Linked DNA regions of Arachis hypogaea: region 2 is linked to region 1. A link is a contact called in public Hi-C data. All regions are on one chromosome and are shown on one strand. The core of a region is the stretch at or near the end of the contact, and the rest is flanking DNA. Distances in the headings are between cores, read along the strand shown. Region 1 holds the start of LOC112711339. Region 2 has its middle 2.5 kb from the start of LOC112711342.

The links. A called contact is a pair of places that touch in the nucleus more often than the background predicts.
Region 2: a contact with region 1 is called in a Hi-C map of an unstated tissue, with 4 times the contacts expected there. The contact joins the enhancer-like site here to the promoter of LOC112711339 in region 1. A contact is called at or near these places in 2 of 8 Hi-C or Micro-C datasets (leaf and an unstated tissue).

The regions. Positions count from the first base shown.
Region 1 is chr9:101,484,228-101,489,063 of arahy.Tifrunner.gnm2.J5K5, reverse strand. It overlaps LOC112711339, which reads right to left and starts at 3,130. Exons shown (of 2, transcript XM_025763969.2): 1 at 2,989-3,130; 2 at 1,513-2,449. The coding sequence starts at 2,392. The coding sequence ends at 2,015. It overlaps LOC112711338 (acid phosphatase 1), which reads left to right. Exons shown (of 3, transcript XM_025763968.3): 1 at 1-179; 2 at 622-831; 3 at 941-1,293. The coding sequence ends at 1,118.
Region 2 is chr9:101,589,052-101,593,861 of arahy.Tifrunner.gnm2.J5K5, reverse strand. No RefSeq gene overlaps it. Among protein-coding and RNA genes, the nearest start is that of LOC112711342, 2.5 kb to the left of the region's middle. Within about 2 kb of position 3,226, at least 3 of the 3 cell types and tissues checked have open chromatin away from gene starts, as enhancers often do.

The sequences.
Region 1 (4,836 bases), core at 1,881-4,380:
ATTGGAAAATACATGAAGGGAACTCAGTACTCAGTGGACTCTGAGAGGACAACTGAAGAATGCCTGGTTTATGTCAGCACCAGCTGCAATCTAATAAAAGATGGCAAAGATGCATGGATTTTTGACATTGATGATACTTTGCTCTCTACAGTTCCTTTCTACAAGGATAACCTATACGGGTAAATTCAAAATCCACTTTCATCTTAATGTCCATTCTTATGTTAATATTTGCTTTCCCCTACACTTGTTTTCTTGAAGCTTGACACCTAGTTAGTTAGAAGAGTAAGTTGAGTGTAAAATATTAATAAAGGGAAGAGAGAATTGATGAGGGGTCTAGTTGTTCTGGTATTATGTCTCGGGAGAGTTGAAAAACCTCCCCAAGAGGGGTTATCAAACTCGAGTTAACTCCTATGAGTTTACAAGTTTAGATCTTGAATCGAATTTTTGGGTTAAACTTCACGATTTGGGTCGCTTAAACTCTTGTAAGTTACACTATTTAGATGAACTTGAGTTTGATTATCTTGTCCTCTACCATGGTGAATGTGATCGTGAATTTTTTGTTCAGTTTCTAATATGCCTACTATTCTGAGTGACAAGCCTCTTTTTTTCCATTGACAACAGGGGAAAGAAGCTAAATTTGACATCATTGGAGGAGTGGATGAGCAAGAGCAAGGCGAAAGCTCTTGACGACTCATTGAAGCTTTTCAATGCACTTAAATCCAGAGGAATTCAGATCATCTTGATTTCTTCAAGGAGGGAGCATCTAAGGTCTGCTACAATTGACAACCTTGTCAATGTTGGTTATTATGGTTGGACAAGTCTTATCATGAGGTTAATTCTATAAATCAAGCTCTTCCTCTATTTTTCTATTACTGCTGTATTCTGTTTGCTCCTCATTAATTTTTTTTTGCTGTGTTTTGTTCTATTTTTCTCTATGCAGAGCACCTGCTAATGAGTTAGTATCAGTACAAAAATACAAATCTGATGTGAGAAAACAACTGGTTAGTAATGGCTACCGCATTTGGGGAATTTTGGGTGATCAATACAGCAGCATTCAAGGGCCTCCAAGCAGCATAAGAACATTTAAACTTCCAAATCCAATGTACTATGTTGCCTAATGTGTTGATCTATTTGTAGCTGCATTATTTCTTCACCATTGGAAGCTTCTATAAGTTGCACCATTTTAAGGACTATTGTTATTATTAGTTTGCATCATGTTCCTTCAGATCTTGTGCATTTTTTTTGAAGGGGAATAAAAGAGGCAAGGGAGAAAGTATAAAGATTTTCATTGCACCCACCATTACTACTATAGGTTTGCAATCTACTTTTACAATATGAATGATACTCTTAAGTTAATCAATTAATTAAAACTATGGAACTCCCACAAATTGGAGAATCCAAGGCAAAAGTAAAATTGGACAAAAGTAAACAAGACAAGTGATGGGAAAAAAATATGTGGGGGCTTCCAAAGGCAATCCCTAGAAATGGAAACATACTGCAAGAAGTTTCATATGAACAAACAGAGAACATTAAAAGATCAATTCAACTGAGAAAGCAGCCCTTACAAACACTAAACTGCATTAACCTGTAAATTCATATGGAATTCAGACAAGATATTATGAACCCTACTAATAACTATATGTTCTATTACAAACTGTGTATGCTAGTCCTGAACAATATAAACATGACCATTTTTGGAAACGTGCGTGATCTATGGCCAGTTTTAACCAAGACAGATTGTCTGAAATTTTCAGCTTTAACTAACTTGTTCTGTATTGGTTTCATAATTTACCCTTTCTATGATGTTGTGCACCAATTGAGCAGCGAAAGAAACTAGCATTTAGATCTCCAGCAAGTTAATGCTATATGAACTAGTAGAATCTAGTTAACTATACCCTGACTTGCATTTCCATACAGTTTCCGGAAAGGATGATGATCAAACAAAATATTAACCATCTAAACACAATTCAGCATGCACACATAAACATTTGATTGCCCAAAATGCAACTAACCCCTAAGAAGATTGAGAAGAGAGTTTCAGGCATTCACTTTGGCATCTTCTAAGGCATATGTCGTTCCAGTTAGGCACTTGATGCTGGTTAACACAAACAGTGCGCACGCACGCATCAGCACATGCATCAAGATCAGACACACCGCACACGGTGACACAGGTGTCAGGAATGGGATCCTTTGAGAACGAACCAACCTTCTTCAACATCCTCTTTGAAGTGCAGACCCTTTCACAGACAAAGATCTCATCCGAACTCCTTTCTCTTCCCCTTGCACTCTTCAACTTCTGCTCTTCTGCGTGCCTTGCCTTGAGCCGAAAAGCTTGTCCGGCAACAAGCACAGGGATTGCAGCGCCCAAAAGCGACCACCAAATTTCTCCCATCTCCAAGAGAATACAACTTCAGCTGCCCCTTCTTCTCTATATCATATGCTCCACACTCTTAAAACACAACAATAAAAACTATGAGACTTCTTATTTGAGTGGTGTACCACAATTATCAACATAATGGATAATCGCAAAGAAAATTACTAATACAATTCCAAACATTTATAAATCTCCATATCTTGATTTATCAACAATCAACATGATTATGCAACATCAAAACCATTTATCAAGCAATTGAAGCCTAGAAACCTGGCACTTCATACAAAATACATCTGAAATTATACACTTATTAGGGTTTTTAGTCTGATTATGGCTACAGCGAACGTTCACAGCTAAAAGGCATTCATAATAACAATTGCATTCTTTCAACTTTCAAGGCCTGAACTTTGACTGTTTCAGCCGCAAAATGTTCGTTTCACTGGAAAGCAAATCAAATTGAAAATAATTTTGAATAAAAAGAGTAAATAGAAAAGGAAATGGATCAAAGTGAACTACAGAATAAACATGTAAATATATTTAGAAAGAAATGAGGAATAGAGTGAAGAGATGCATATGAGACTTAAGAGTGGCGAAAAGGGAAAGGAAGCATTTACCTGCGGCGGAGCAAGACGGAGAAGGAGATGTGGCTGCCTGGCTGGTGGAGATCAGGCAGCGGCTGGTTGTAGCGTTAAGCTGTCACAGATTTGCCCAATCACCACCTACACTAACCTACTAAACTAACTTTTTTTCCTCCTCCTAGTATAGTTAGTTTGACAACTAACAATTCAAATAACAACCAACAATTTTGATCAAGCAAAAAAATCCAAATTACTGTCTTTTACCAGTTCTTTTTGTTAGTTCTAAATATTTTTTTTTTAAATCTACTATTTGAAAATAGAATTATTTCATTTTTTTTATCCAACGGCATTTTTAATCAGGTAGATTAAAAACTATTCTGATATAAATCAGAGTTTTATTTAAAAATTTATTTAAAAATTTACTAGACAAGAGTTATTTTATTCGAACTTTTTCTAACATTTTTTTAGATAGAAAAGTGAACTAACTATTTTACTAACTCAAATTAGTTAGAATTATTTCTTTTATGAATTTTAATTCCAAAGACATTAAAAAAATGTAAACAACAATAATTTAAATAAACCTTAATTTCTACATAATTCCAAAATATTAAAGGTTGTTGGTGAAACATTAATTAATCTTTACATAACTCTGACAACTCTTAATAATATTTTTTCGGTATTGTCAACTGAACTTATAAAGATGTCCCCAAAATTGAGGATAATAGTTATTTATACTCATATATCACAACGAAAAATATTATAAGATTAGTTGAATTTATTATTTTTTTGATCAGTAATTAATTAACAATGTTTAAAAATATAAATTAAAAATATTTTATTAAATTACTAGACTAAAAATTATTAAATTAAATTAATGATTAAAAATATTAACTAAAAACAATAAATTTTGCTTACCCTTAAACTTTTCTCATATGAAATATATATATGACCTTCCGATACGTATATAAATTGGTATGTGATTCACTACTTTAATGGTGAATTCATATTACCATAAAGTAAAGTCACATAAATAGTACTTTAATGCAATAACCTTCTAAATCGTAAACTCTCTAAGTATGAGCTTAGCGGTTAAAGAAATGGAGGTTTATTGCAGGTGAGGAACACTGATACACTCTGCTTCTAGCTGAGAGCATCATGTCCCATAAATATGAAGGATTACAAGTGTTCTTATCATGCAGAAAAAAAAAAAAAAAGATGATCCTAAAAATCTATTTTGTACTTAAATTTTATTTTAGAAATAAATAATATACAGTAAATCAAATTTAAATACTACGTTAGTAAAAATTTTTTTTCCTTTGATGGTATGAAGGTGCTATGTATATCCACACTAAAATCAACATTTGCTGTCAACTCCTTGATCAATGGATATCTTATCTAAATTGAAAAACTTCTTGCAACTCTTTGCACGTCATAAAATTCTTCTTCGAGAATTAGGCTCACATATATTTATATGTGTAGAGGTGAAGGAATAAAACTTCATGTATTTTTTTTCTCTTTTTCATCTTTTCCTCTACTCTTAGCATACATATATATAGTATGAGATTTATTACTGATTTTAAATTTGAATCTCAATTCAAATTTAAATCACATCTTGAAATTTCAAATCTGAATCCTTCAAATTTATGAATCATATCATAACTCAATTTGAAACAGAATCAGTTAGGATCTCATCCAAATTTAAAAATAGAATAACTAATTATTCTCAAATCTCATTTAATATTCTCAATTATTATATTATTACATTCTTTGTGCTAGCAAAGAATATAATAATATTCCATTGAATTAATATAATTATTTATTTGATTAAATCAAAACAATAATTAAATAATTCTACAGCAAAGATTAGAACATTCGTTAGTGTGT
Region 2 (4,810 bases), core at 1,977-4,476, 100 kb before region 1:
TAAATTTATAACGTTCATTCCATTTTAGAAAGCAATCAAGACCGTTTAAATTTATCGACGGCAAAATTGTCGATATTTTAAATAATAAAGTCGACGCCATATTCGTTGATTTTAATCTAAAAAAAATAACAAATGTAACGTCTATTTTATAGATTAAATTTATACCGTCCATTTCACTTTAGAAAGTAATCTAGATCGTTTAAATTTATCGACGGCAAAGTTATCGATATTTTAAATAATAAAATAAACGCTATATTCGTCAATTTTATTTTCGACTTCTGGTACGTTGATAATACGATGATATTTTAATATCGACGACTAGGCTGTCGATTTTAATATTTTATTTTTAATTATTTTTTTAGTAATATCGACAGTAAGTCATTGAAAATTATCAACGGCAGAAATAACCGTCGATTTTTAGCGTCGAAAAATACGTTTTTTTTTTGTAGTGTTATCTCGATTATCTTACTAGATTAAGAGAAGTGCTATACTTAGGAAGCTAAACTAATTATATTATAGAAATTTAAAAATGTTGTATTATTTAAGGGTCAAATTATCTATTTATTTATTGATACTATATAACATAATTTTAAAATTTTTTTAGTTGTTTGCGTTTGGAGATAATTAGAAAAAATAAAAAAAGATTAAAAATGAGAATACAAAAAATATAACATAAAATTATAAATGAATTTTATTAATTATTATATATCAAAATGTATCCATAATAAATAAATGTTGTTACATTAAAGTTGAACGTACTTGGAGATCTTTTGGATAATTCATTTGAAAGAATATAAAATGAAATAATTGTGACAAAAGTATCAAGTGAATTTTAAGAGATAAATCAATATTTTAATTATCTTGATTCTATATTTGAAGAGTGAATTTTTTTTTGAAGCCACTCAGATAAAGATGTAAAAAATATTTTTTTTAAGATGTTTTTTAATAGTGAAAATTTAATATATATAATCGATTAAATTGTATTATTTTTATTAAAATTAGATCGAATAAATCAGTTTAGCAAAAAAAAACTAATAAATTAAATTTTGAATCGGTCTAAATTAATATTTTTTATAAAAAATAATGACAGGAATAAAACACACAATTTTCTACTTACAAGAATTAGAGGAGCAACAATATTCACTCGCAACAAGTATTAACACCAGCACAATAATACCCAATAACAGCAGAAAAATCACATAAACCATAAATTAGAGACAAGCTAACACACCAAGATTTTAATGTGAAAAACCTCCTCAATGAGAGAAGTAAAAACCACGGGTCACCAAGACCAGAAAATAGTTTCACTATGATGAAAAATAGGGTACAAAAGAGTCACAAATTACTGCACAAAACGTGCATATAACAAGCCAAACAACCCAAACTTCAAAACTTACAAAACAAGAACAAGAAGATGAAAATACCACAAAAACAGAACAGCTGTGCATGGCAAATATCTCCAGCTACAGACATCGAATCGAAGATTCGAACGGTGAAAACAAAGAACTAAGTGTGTAGAACATACTGTCCAAATTTGAGCTTGATCCAATGGTTAACGAATCTGCAGCGACTAATTTACAAAGATAGCTTTGTATATGTGCGAAAATGACTTTCTCTCTTCTCTTCTCTCTAGTGTTTGGTGTTCTTCTTACAAATGAGATCTCTCTCATTCAACCCTAACTCACCTCAGCTATTTCAACTATTTATGAGTTTGGATACTAACATTTGGACTTTTTCTCCACATAAGAAGGGAGTCCAAAAATACCCAACAAATAACTACAATATCCCTATTATAAAATATAACTAAAATACTCATATTATATATATATATATATATATATATATATATATATATATATATATATATTAATTTTAAGAATTCTAAATTCTAACTCTATGACGGCAGAGAAATAAAGGGATAGAATTTAGGATTTTCAAAATTAATATATATATATATATATATAATAAAAGTATTTTAGTCATTTTTTATAATAAGAGTATTATAATAATTCTTTATATAAAATAATATTAATTTAGACTAATTAAAAATTTAATTCACTATTTTTTAGGTCAAATTAATTGTCTGGTTTAATTTTAATAAAAATAATACAGTTTAATTGATTATATATATTAAATTTTATTTACTAAAAAATATTTTAAAAATAAAATATTTTAGACGTTTTTATATGACTCTCATTTTATTTTTATTAAAATGTTATAAAAAACAATCTAAAACTCTTAAGACTTAATAATTATAATAGGATAAATTATATATAGTTTTCCGTAAAAATGCTAAAGTTCTCTTATTAAGCTGATCCCATTGAGTTCAGATCCTGCTTAATACATAATTTAGTAAGAATAATTTGTCATCAGCCATATGTCAATACACCCTTCAAGCACATTCCATGCCATGTCAGCATTATTATATGCATTATTATACAGCGCCGATTCTATATATACAATAAAATATTAGAGTTAGATTATATTATTGCCAAAAGTTTCTGATCAAGTCGATCGAGAACCTTACGAGTTACAAGCACATGGAGGCTTTGAATTTCATACCCTCTCCTAATCGCATTTTGGTTGTTTGTCTAATTAATTCATTAATTAAGTATTAACTAACTATGGTGATTAGGTCATGAGTTAACTTTTGAAAGAAATTGCATCTAATTCTTCTACCATTACAATTATGGCCTAAGTGATTATATATATATTAGAAAGGAATACCTTTTATCTGCCATCAATCTTCCTTTCCTTCTAAATTTTTCCAAACATGTGGCATAGAAAAAATTGGTTCGACATATCAATCTTTTGAGTTATAATTATAAAAAATTTTCTTGCTGCATGTAGTTGTTTAAAATAAAATAATGAAAACAACTATTTCATATATAATAATTTTTTTAATGGTAATAATAATTATGATAAACTGTTCAAAAATATATATTTTCAATATAATAGTCATTTTATATGAAAATAATATTCTTTGCTAATGATATTTCTATTGAGAATTATAACATTAAATTATAATAATAAAAAACTCTTAAATAGAATTTTAATCTGTGACAAATTATTTCTCCTTGACTCAGCTAATGCCTTGCTTGCCAATTGCCATTGCAACCAATATTCTTCTTTCATTCTTTTTTGGTCTAAACGAATATTCCTCTATATATTTTCCAGGTTTTTTTTCTTGGACACGTATATATGTTCAGTGGCTTTTTTCCTTACAGAGAACTCGAGTATTTGAGTCATGGGCCTATATTTTATAACTTGAGTATTTGAGTATGGACCCAAAGGTGTGTTGAAAAACATGACCAGAAATACAAAGAAAAACAATGTCACTAGGACAAAAAAAAAATGTCACTGAAATACAAATCATGGCTTTGAGGCTTTATATGCCTCAATGATGTAGTGCGTGTGTGTGAGTGTGTTTTGGGGTGTTGGCACTGCGGTTTAAATTAATTTTGAGACGAAAATTTATTCTATCTGAACATTAATTTTATTTGTGATACGATTTAGATTGAATAATTTTTTTTAAAAAAATTCAATCTAATTTTAAGAATTTGATCTAATTTTTTAAAATTAAATATACATAACAAATTTTAATATCAAATTTTAAATGACCCACAATAATATAATAAATTTTTAACAATATCTTAAAAATTAACAATAATATAATAATAGAAATAAAATTATAGATTAGTTAAAATAAATAAATAAATTTTATTTTAAACATAAAATATTTATTAAATAATAATAATATATGAATAATATAAAAATTATAACAAATTAAAATATTATAAATAAAATTATAAATATAATAATAATATAATAATATTATAACAGATTGTTCGGTTTGGATTGGATCGATTTTGATTTTTGAGAAGTAGAATTTAAATTCGATTTGATCTATGCTATTTACAAAAAATAAAATTTAATTAAATTTAAATTAGCACAATTTTAAATAATTTTTTATTTGAATTGGATCAGATTTGATTTAAATACTCCTGAGTGTGTCAAGACAAAAAAAAAAAAAATAAAAAAAAGGTATTTCCATTTCTGTATTCTTAACCAGAGTCTAGCTATATCCTTGAAATTAGTGTATCTCATCTAACACCAATTAAGTTGCTTGCTTCCAGTTTTTGTTAAATCTATATCATGTTAATTTCAAGGGCAAAGAGCCAAATATGGCAGCACCTTTATTTTTTGTCTATGCCTCCTTGGTTCATCTAAGTTAATTGTTCTTTCTTTATGTCATACTAACAACTTGTTATCCTTTTCATTGTACCAAGTTTTCTAAACATACTTTATTGAAACTTGAAAGTTTGGACTAGTAGAGAAAATAATCTTATTGAAAAGTAACTTTAAAATAAAGATAAATATGAAGTATTGTTTTTATTCATAAAGTTTGGGTCAAATAAAATTTATTTTAAAATTTATAGAAATTATAATGTAAAATATTATAGTATAGTATATGTATAATATATATAATAGAGGTACAATAAATTTATAGGATATATAACTTTTCTTTTGTCATACATATTACAGAGTGCCATGCATCCACGTCGTTTCATTCCTAATGAACCAATATTTTCCATGTCACTTGTTAATTAATTAAGGCAATATGAACATGCTAATTTAATTTAGTCTAATTAAGGATTGATAATATATTTAGTGGCAGACAACATACTTCAATGAAGGAGAATAATAAACCAACACGTCACGCAAAGAGAAGTAGCACGCAGAAGCTTCTCTAAATGAACTTCATTATGTGCATGTTTTGAATTTACAATATATTTGAGATAAGAATTTG